Linked DNA regions of Ovis aries: region 1 is linked to region 2. A link is a contact called in public Hi-C data. All regions are on one chromosome and are shown on one strand. The core of a region is the stretch at or near the end of the contact, and the rest is flanking DNA. Distances in the headings are between cores, read along the strand shown. Region 1 has its middle 120 kb from the start of ALDH8A1. Region 2 overlaps SGK1 (serum/glucocorticoid regulated kinase 1).

Region 1 (4,829 bases), core at 469-2,968, 570 kb after region 2:
CCCTCTCTAGTTCACACACTTAGAAAAACACTGCCAAGTGCATACAGATCTCTTGGATCATTTTCAATTACTAAGGGAAGGTAACAATAGTTAAAGAAAACGAAAAAATACCCAGGGCGACTGTGAAATCTTTTCCTTCCCCATTCTTTTGGTAATTTGTTCTGATTGCAACTATTTCAAAAGACAAGATTACACACCAGGGAATCAAAAGGATAAAAAAGAGAAAGCTGTTCCCTGCTGGAGCCCTATCAAAGCTCAACTCATGTTTGGAAGCAAAGGCAAAGTGTTTTTTCATCCCTAATGAAACGTTGTTAACTATGAACACAGAGCCTGAACTGATCTAGTAAGAGGACTTGCTGGGTCACAGGGAGGCTGTAAAGGGGGTCATTGGTAGATTCAGGAGTCACTGCATTCATGTCTCTTTTTTATTGAATATTTACTAAGAACTTCTTCATTAAGACATATAAACAAAATGGAAGAATAAAATTGAAATCCATCATCTTTCTCAGGTAGAAAGCTATTTCACTGATATTTATAAGACAGAGACTAAAACATCTGAGTTTTCAAACCTTGTTTCATTTGCCCTATTTTGCCAATTCTCCTTCACAGTCAGCAACTCCCTTGTCCTACTGGGATGATGTTTTAACAGCAGTATGTAGGTTAAGGGTATGCTATTTTGTTTACAAGAGATAAATTATTGTTACTATTACTGTAGGAAACAGCAGACCAATGACCTTGAGGACTCACCAAGAAAAGTGAGCACTTCTGTGCATTAAAATGATCTGGGTTCCACTTATGGTAAAGAGACAAAACCTTGGAGCTGGGCACTTCCTCTGGGTTTGGGGGGAAGGGATGGACACAGTTATAGCACTTGACCCACCACAATCTTCTGGACTTGCAGTTTAACTTCCACCTAACTGAACACCTGTGAAGCAAACGCAGAGCAAAGCACTGCTTCATAGAGCCCTGTTCCAAGAGTAGGCAAGGAAAGAAGCTCAAACACAATAGCTAGGTGTTCTGTGTCATTCATTTTATTCCATGATCCAGTAAGTCCTAGCAGAGCTTCAAAACCCACGAGTGATATTGAATAGAATACCAAAGAGAATGCAGTTCAGAGCTGACCTGGAAAATAGGTACCTACATCCAGAGCTACGGCCCCTAAAAGGACTAATAATGGGAAAGATTACAATGCCACCATTCTCTCCCCCAGAGAAATTTATGCTTAGGCATTAGACATGAAAAGTAAAGGCTAGAAATGTACACTTTCTAAGAGTCTTTCTAGCTCTGTAAGTCTTTGAGCACAGAAATAAGCTTAAACAGGAGAAATGTTGTCTGGGCCCAGGAAGGCTCCCAATCCACACAGGCGCACCATTGTTTATTAGATTCCTGCCCCATATCTTTTACCGAGTTTAAGCATACAAATGAGATTTAGTTAAAGAAAAACTGGTATGTCTGTTCAACGAGTATGTTTACATAAAGACATTGCTGAGGCTTGATTTTTAAAAATGAAAAAAAAATTTAAAGTAATTGGAGAGACTTCGGACATCATCCAATCCAGGAATTTTTTGTTTTACAAATGAAAGATCCTGGCCAGACTCAGAAGTCTTTTCCTTCCAGGCCTCCTTCTCCTGAGAGGCCGAGCTGGAAGCAGATTCCTGGCCCTAAGGCCAGCACTCTTGGCTCTGTGGTGCTGGACACCCCAGTGACAAATCCCTTTGCCTAATGAGGAAACAGCGTCATCTAGTGGCAATTTATCCTTTTTCTAGGTGAGCTGCACTTCAGCTCTTACACAAGGGGATGAAAAAGTCTCCCTCTTCTATTGCTGCTGTCCTTGATTGCCCAGGACAATATTTCTGGATCTTTTGCCTTCCCTATGTTTTCCGATACCCAAAAATTTCCCAGTGAACTGACATATATACACTGCTGCTGCTGCTGCTGCTGCTGCTGCTGCTAAGTCGCTTCAGTCGTGTCCGACTCTGTGCGATCCCATAGACGGCAGCCCACCAGGCTCCCCCGTCCCTGGGATTCTCCAGGCAAGAACACTGGAGTAGGTTGCCATTTCCTTCTCCAATGCATGAAAGTGAAGTTGCTCAGTCGTGTCCGACTCTTAGTGACCCCATGGACTGCAGCCCACCAGGCTCCTCCATCCATGGGATTTTCCAGGCAAGAGTACTGGAGTGGGGTGCCATTGCCTTCTCCTACTATGTATTACTATAAGATAGATAACTAATGTTCTTTAGTTGCTAAGTCGTGTCCAGCTCTTTGCAACTCCATGGACTGCAGCACGCCAGGCTTCCCTGTCCTTTCCCATCTCCCGGAGCTTGCTCAAACTCATGTCCATTGAGTCAGTGATGCCATCCAACCATCTCATCCTCTGCCAGCCCCTTCTCCTCCTGCCTGTAATCCTTCCAAGTGTCAAGGTCTTTTCTAATGAGTCGGCTCTTCGTGTCAGGTGGCAAAAGTATTGGAGCTTCAGCATCAGCATCAGTCCTTCCAATGAATATTCAGGGTTGATTTCCTTTAGGATTGGCTAGATAGTTAATAAGAACATACTATATAGCACAGGGAACTCTACTCAGTGCTCTGTAGTGACCTTAATGGAAAGGAAATGTAAAAAAGAGTAGATGTATGCATATGTATGACTGATTTACTTTGCTGTACAGCAAGAAACTGACACAGTATTATAAAGCAACCATGCTCCAATAAAGTGCTCACTTTGGCAGCACATATACAATGCTCTAATAAAAATTAATTTTTAAAAAGCTGCACAAACAAGAAAACATTGGAGTTGAGTTTTGAAGGTAGGTAGGCCTTTGGTTTGTGAAGAAAGAGAGGTGGGAATGGGAACAGCAATAACAAGGGCCCAGAGTCAAGAAAGTACATGGTATGATAAAGGATCAGCAAAGAGTCTACAGTATTCGCAAAATAAAAAGTCCAAGAAGACAATGAGAAGTGATGTAGAAAGGCACTTTAGGAATAGAATACAAAGACGCTTAGATGCCATTCTAGAGAATTTGGACTTTATATGCAATAAGATACCATCACAGTATCTGCTATATACAGCAAAGAGATAGTGTTTTGCGAATCTCCAGGAAATAAAGTACTTTATTCATTCCAGCTATTTTGAAGATGTTTTCCTCATAAAAATAGAGAGTTCCTTCACTGAATGGCGGGTGGAATGGAGACCCTGCACATGAACTATTTGCCAGTGCTGGGACAAGAACTCAGATCTGTTGGCTCCTGATCTATTTCTTTGTAATAAAGACAGCTACAAGCATGAAGTATTTATTGAAAGGAAAAAATAATTTTAAATTAGAAATTTTGGGGGTTTTCTTTTTATTTTGTTCCTGTATAAATTCTCTGAAGAGTACATTTAAGTATTCACAATCATCCATTTTAATCACTTCATTCTCATTCAACAAGGGGCCTGCTTTGTAAATGGGGAAATAACTTGATAAGCATTCTATTTCCAAGCACTCAGAAGAAATAGGCAGAAACCTTTCAGACTACAAGATGTAATAAAACAGAATAAGGCACATGTAAATCACCATAGGCTGAAGAATAAAGGAGTAAGAAAGGCCACCTTAAGAAACATCAGAAAAACACAGTTGTGAAAAGACTCCTAGAAAAGTCCATCAGCTTTGTGAGGACATCAGCCTCATTGGTATCAGAGAAGATAATATACTAGCAGGTGCTATTGAAAGACAACCTTGGCAACACTTTCTAACTTATAAGCTAGAGACCAATGTTTCTTTTTAAGAATTTTCTGTTTCTGAACATGGGTCAGTGTTTTCTATTTCTGCTTTGCTTATACAAGTAGAGAATCTACCTACCAAATATTGCTTCAAAAGATGCTACTGCTGTTATTTCTGCTTTGAACTACATTCATTCAAGTATCAGGTCTTACAAAGCTCTACCCCTTTATCTGTGCCTTTGCCTTAGATAATATAAGATATGTGAAAAAAATATATATAAGATATGTGTCTGAGCTGGCATTTCTCTCCCAGTGAATGCCAGACATTTCACATAAAGCTAAAAGCCAAAATCATATGATACAATGGTTGGCCAATGCCATTATCATACTATTTTATGTCAAGACTGACATTCCAGTCATCAGGTGGACGACCAACGCGATGGAGAACAAAACGGACAGTCATGCTTCGGGAGCTGCCAGACCACAAAGAGTAATTAGACGTAAACGCAGCTTCACCTTGGCCCAGCTCAACAGTCAGCTTATAGATTGCGGTGTGTCATTTCTAAATTCCCCTCTCAGAAGAATGGTAACAGGGTGGAGCACAGAGGGTGGGAATGACCCAGAGCCGCCAGGAGTGGCCACCAAGACTTCCTACTCTCACAAGGCCAGCTCCCTTGGCACTCCGCTCTGCTAGGAGCTGCCTCTGAGGCCTGGAGCTTTCAGAAGGCGGATTATGGAGCTGTCAGTCTGAGGCCCTGTTGGCTTACCTCTGTCAGTGTAAACAGAACCATATGTCCACTGATGCCTCAGCTGGAGAATTTCCTCTCCATATCTAGCCTTCTGAAAAAGGATGTCTGCTTTGTGGTTATCACTGCCTAACAATAAAAAATAAAAATTCTAAGCATTCAAAAAGGGGGCAGAACTGTGGAGATTGAGATTCTGAGATTCTGGCTCCTGATGCCAGCACACCACAAGGCAGAGCCTCCAGACCTCAAGGGGTCCTGTGACAAGGTGGGTGCCACCACTAAGAAGAATAGTTCACACTCACTGGGGCCAACATCTGTGAGAAGAAAGAGTTCCACAACTCTTTAGACTCTCTCTATGTATAGACAAAACTTTATACATACTCTCACAT
Region 2 (4,789 bases), core at 1,397-3,896:
ATAGTCCTACTGTGAATATCATTGCAAACTTTTTATTTATATTGCACTCTTTGGGGTACATATACTATAGAGTGAAGCTACTGGGTCATAAGTTATAAATATATTCATCTTTATTTAGTAGAAAATGCCAAACATTTTTCCAAAATGATTGTACTGATTTATACTCTCACTGCAATGTGTATTTCCAGCTGCATCTCATCTTCGTCAGCAACTTACAAATGTCTATGTTATAATTGCAAATTCTTTTTTTTTTTTGTCACACCACACAGCATATGGAACTTCTCTGACCAGGGATCGAACCCATATCCTCACAGTGAAAGCGTAGAGTCTTAACCACTGGACCACCAGGGACATTCTATAATGGAAAATTCTTTCTTTCTCTCTCCCCACCCCACTTTCTTTTTTTCTCTTGTTACCTTAGCATGACACTTAGAAGGTATCTGAGTAAAAAGTCTAGTGAAATAGTAAGTAAATGACTAACAAGCACAGAAGTGTTGGCTTCTATATCCTTGTCACTTAAGAGGTGACATTACGTAGAATAGTGTGGTTACATGCATAGGCTTTGGGACCAGACTATCAGGATTTGACTTCTAACCTCACCATGTCCTCACAAATTACCTTTCTGTGCTAATTTCTTCACTTTGACATCAGAAGATCAATGAATTTTGTATAAAGTACTTAGAGCAACGCCTGGCATATAGTATGAAATCTATAATGTTAACTGTTTGCGTTGTGTACTTCTTAAGGCTTATATCCTTTTAGACTCCCTAGAAACAGAATCTCTAGGGAGATTCTAGTAACCTAGAGAGTTTAGAAGCCTGCTCTAGGCAGCCAACCCCTAGCAGCCAACCCCACAGAGAACTTCTAAACTTCTGAGGTTCTCTTTAGCCCTCATTCTCCACTGGCCTTATACCATGGGTGGGTGCCCCAAGTAGATGGCAAATTTCCTAAGCATGGTACTTGAGTTATCTTCACGGTAGCAGTGGTTTCAAAATCCCACTTCAATTTGCAGGAATCTTAGCTGAATACATTCCCCCTAAATCCATATTTGAGCGGCTACACAGCTGAAAACCTATGGAGAAGTGAATTGTTCCTTTTATCCACCATCGTGCTCAAATGTAGTTTCAAATGCTGACAAAGGTGTATCCCACACCCCTAGATAAAAGATACTTCTGCACATGTACTGCTTGACATCATAGTGTTTAGTAAATATTTGCCTTTTTTTTTTTTAATATATTGATCCTTTGTTCTTTCTGGACTTCCCTGTTCTGGCCCTGTTCCCTTCCCACCCAGTTGTGTTTGATCTAATCTCCTCCTGTTTGTGTGACAACACTCGGGTCTCATCTGGCTTTATCTGCTCTCCAGCCATGTATATCAGATCTTACATAGCAACTGACTGAAGCCAGAAGCCACATTTCTACCCTCAAAAGATTAAAAAGCTTTGTAATCCATGATGAGCTCCTCTGAGTTATGTCTAATTAGATGGGAGAATGCCAGCTGAAAGACTCATGTTAAGATAAAAATGTTTTAAGTACTTATTTTTCATCGAGGCGCTCTTAACTGTTATTCATCAAGAGAATGAGGGGAAGATACACAGAAAGCCTTTCTGTCAGGCCTAGGATCAATCTTTACTAGGACTTTTTAGATTTTCTTTATCATTATAGTTGACTTTTGAGCTTCCCAGGTGGCGCTAGTAATAAAGAATCCACCTGTCAATGCAGGAGACAGGAGTCACAAGTTTGATTCCTGGATGAGGAAGATCTCCTGGAGGAGGGCAATCCACTCCAGTGTTCTTGCCTGGAGCATCCCCATGGACAGAGGAGCCTGATGGGCTACAGTCCATGGGGTCACAGAGTTGGACATAACTGAAGTGACTTAGCAAGCATGTGGTTGACTTTGGCATTTGCGGTAGGTAAGGGGTTTAAAATGCAGCTAGTGTCTGGACGGAAGAGCCGTAACTCAGATGCAGAGCTTGATCAGGGGCTACCCTTTAGCAAGATAGAAGAGCCATGATAAAAGGGAAAACAACTGTCCCCAGAGAAATCCCTGTGCAAACTGAGAGGTCAAGATAAAGCGTGTGCAGTAGGCCTACAGCCGCAAGACCAACTATTGGAGGATCCCGTGTATGCGAGGAATTTCTGGAAGGCCTAGAAAAGAGAAAAAGTCCAAACAGCTTGTGTACAAGATGATGCTCTCCTGCAGTGCTCTTCTCCCTTCTCCCACAGGAACTGTTCCAGTGGGCTGAATACAGGTGGGCCCAGGCAGTGCCGGGTGCATACCAGCTCCAGAGGCTTCTGATCCAAGTCAGGGATGTGTCCCTTCAGGCTCCTTCTCGGAGCTGACACTGGACTCAGTTCGGCTCTGGTTACTCTCAGGAACCAGGAGTCCTGCCGGCTCAGCATTTTGGGAACAGAACCACTTATCCTCATCCTCTTTAGTGGCATTCTCCTAGACTTGCAGACTATTATCTTGATTTCCATTTCAACAAACTGCTTTATTGACCAAGTCTGCCCTTCCCAGCAAGCTCTGTAAGGGCAGAGATGCGTCAGCTTTGCTCTTGCTTTATCTTCAGTACTTGGAATAGTTGGCCCAGTGAAGGCACTCAAGTATTTGTTAAAGAATTACCTGTTACTTCAGACAAGACAAAGGTCGAGACAAACAGCCAACTTCACAGGGCAGGCAATAAACATAGGGAACATTACTTCATGACTGTCCTTGAGGCAGTTAAATGGACAAGGATTTGTTCGGATGGATTTGTGGATAATGACTGACATCACAGAATGCTGGTAAAGCCCTCAGATAGAAATTGGCTTTAGGGAATTCTCTGGTGGTCCGGTGGTTAGGACTCAAGAGCTTCTACTGCCAGGGGCACAGGTTTAATCCCTAGTTAGGGAACTAAGATTCTGCAAACCGCACAGTGTGGCCTGAAAAAAAAAAAAAAAGACTTTAAGACTGCCCTATTGAAAATCCCATGGACGGAGGAGCCTGGTAGGCTGCAGTCCGTGGGGTCGCTAAGAGTCGGACAAGACTGAGCGACTTCACTTTCACTTTTCACTTTCATGCATTGGAGAAGGAAATGGCAACCCACTCGTGTTCTTGCCTGGAGAATCCCAGGGACAGGGGAGCCTGGTGGGCTGCCATCTATGGGGTCGCACAGAGTTGAACACGACTGAAGTGACTTGACTGATTCTCTTCTGGAGTCAGAGATTGATGCTTCTGGAGGAGCAAGCCACTGTCAATCACAGCAGCATTACCATGGTTTTTGATTTTAAGTGGATCTACTATTGTTCCCTTAACTGAAGTATATAAAATAACGCACATGACACAATTTCTGTAAATATTTTTCAAGGTTTTATTGCAAACCAAAGTTGGTTTATCACACACACAAAAAGGTGTGTGGTAGGGAGGGGAGAAAGAATTGTACATATTATAACCATGTTAATTACAGTACATTAAAATGGTGGTTTACATTACAAATAAGCCTGTAAGTTTAAATATACTAGTGTTATAACCCAATGTACAGACTTTCTTTATACAATACATACAATTATCAGGAATGCAAAAAAAAAAAAAAAACCACAACATAAATAATGCCCATTTTATAGGTGACATTTTAAACAATGAAAACACCAGGCTCTGACTGACAACTGGGGCATTGGTCCATAAAAACCCTTTCTAAAAATAGAAATATTTGTAGCAGCAATGCTTTCTTTAAGCATCTGGATACAAGTCATTGCAAGACCATTTTCAATAAATTTTAGTTATTAACTATATCTTACAAAAAAACAGTCTACACATAAATTTATCTTCCAAATATGGAAGAAACAAACAATGTCCCACATTGTAGTGTCCTGCAAGCGTCACATTGATGCATATAACTGAGTCCTTCTGTGAGCAAGCATACCACACTCACACGGCGGATCACACAGGGAGTCCACAGGGAGAAACAGAGAACGAGAACACTCAGCAACAGGAAAAGCTTTGGAGCTAACACGATCTCATCAGAAAAGGCACATTTCATAAGATTCGTTATCGTGGCCCGGACAGACCTCCAGAAGCTCCTTCTCAGACCAGCGGCCGCCTGCCAATGAGACCACTGCATCTGTCTCGGGCGGCCCTCTGCTGCTCATTTCAGAGATAGCACCACATTGGAAGGAAGAATAAAGAGGAAAATCTCACAAGCTCACTGAGGAGGATGTGCTCTTCGAAAAGCTTCCAGCAAACTGTGCAATAAGACTGCCAAGATGTGCAAGCTTCCAGGGATGTGCAAATTCTCTTTTACGATGTCCTGTCAGCTGGCAGCTCTGCCAAAAGGTTAACTAAAAAAATCCTTTGCAACCAACCCTAAGACCGTTCAGAGGAAAGAGTCCATGGGAGGTGCATAGGAAAAGCCCAGGAAGGCCTCAGCCGCTTCCTTGACGCTGGCTGTGAGGAGGAGGCTGTCCGGGGACCGGCCGATGGAGTTTGGGACCGGCTCTTCGGTGAATTCAGGATCAAAGTGCCGCAGGTCGCTGGGTCCGCTCTGTTGCAGGAAGAGGAAAACAAAACAAAACATGCTCCATGTCAAGAATTCACAGGGAAGACAAGGCAGGGAAATTCTTGTGCAAGCTTTAGGTGCTATATAGGGACCATCACAAACCATTTCAAGCACAAAACCCACAGGGCACGTAAAGTTTAAACTATGAAGGTCATGTTTTCTGTCTTTCGCTACTTTAATTTATAAATGTGTTGAAAAATTATGTGAGCTTCATTGAGATAGGAGTTCTACTTTTTCTGTGGGTAAAATAAT

The links. Hi-C and Micro-C count contacts between places; a contact is called where the count stands out from the background.
Region 1: a contact with region 2 is called in a Hi-C map of liver, with 4 times the contacts expected there. The contact joins two enhancer-like sites. A contact is called at or near these places in 12 of 16 Hi-C or Micro-C datasets (blood, hypothalamus, liver and 6 more).

What each region holds. Positions count from the first base shown.
Region 1 is chr8:60,145,988-60,150,816 of ARS-UI_Ramb_v3.0, forward strand. No RefSeq gene overlaps it. Among named protein-coding and RNA genes, the nearest start is that of ALDH8A1, 120 kb to the right of the region's middle. Within about 2 kb of position 1,719, at least 15 of the 54 cell types and tissues checked have an H3K27ac peak or open chromatin away from gene starts, as enhancers often do. A contact at or near this core is called in hypothalamus and liver, where this site is marked.
Region 2 is chr8:59,572,690-59,577,478 of ARS-UI_Ramb_v3.0, forward strand. SGK1 (serum/glucocorticoid regulated kinase 1) reads right to left here. Exons shown (of 14, transcript XM_042253494.2): 14 at 3,329-4,522. The coding sequence ends at 4,355. Among named protein-coding and RNA genes, the nearest start is that of SLC2A12, 83 kb to the left of the region's middle. Within about 2 kb of position 2,647, at least 9 of the 54 cell types and tissues checked have an H3K27ac peak or open chromatin away from gene starts, as enhancers often do. A contact at or near this core is called in hypothalamus and liver, where this site is marked.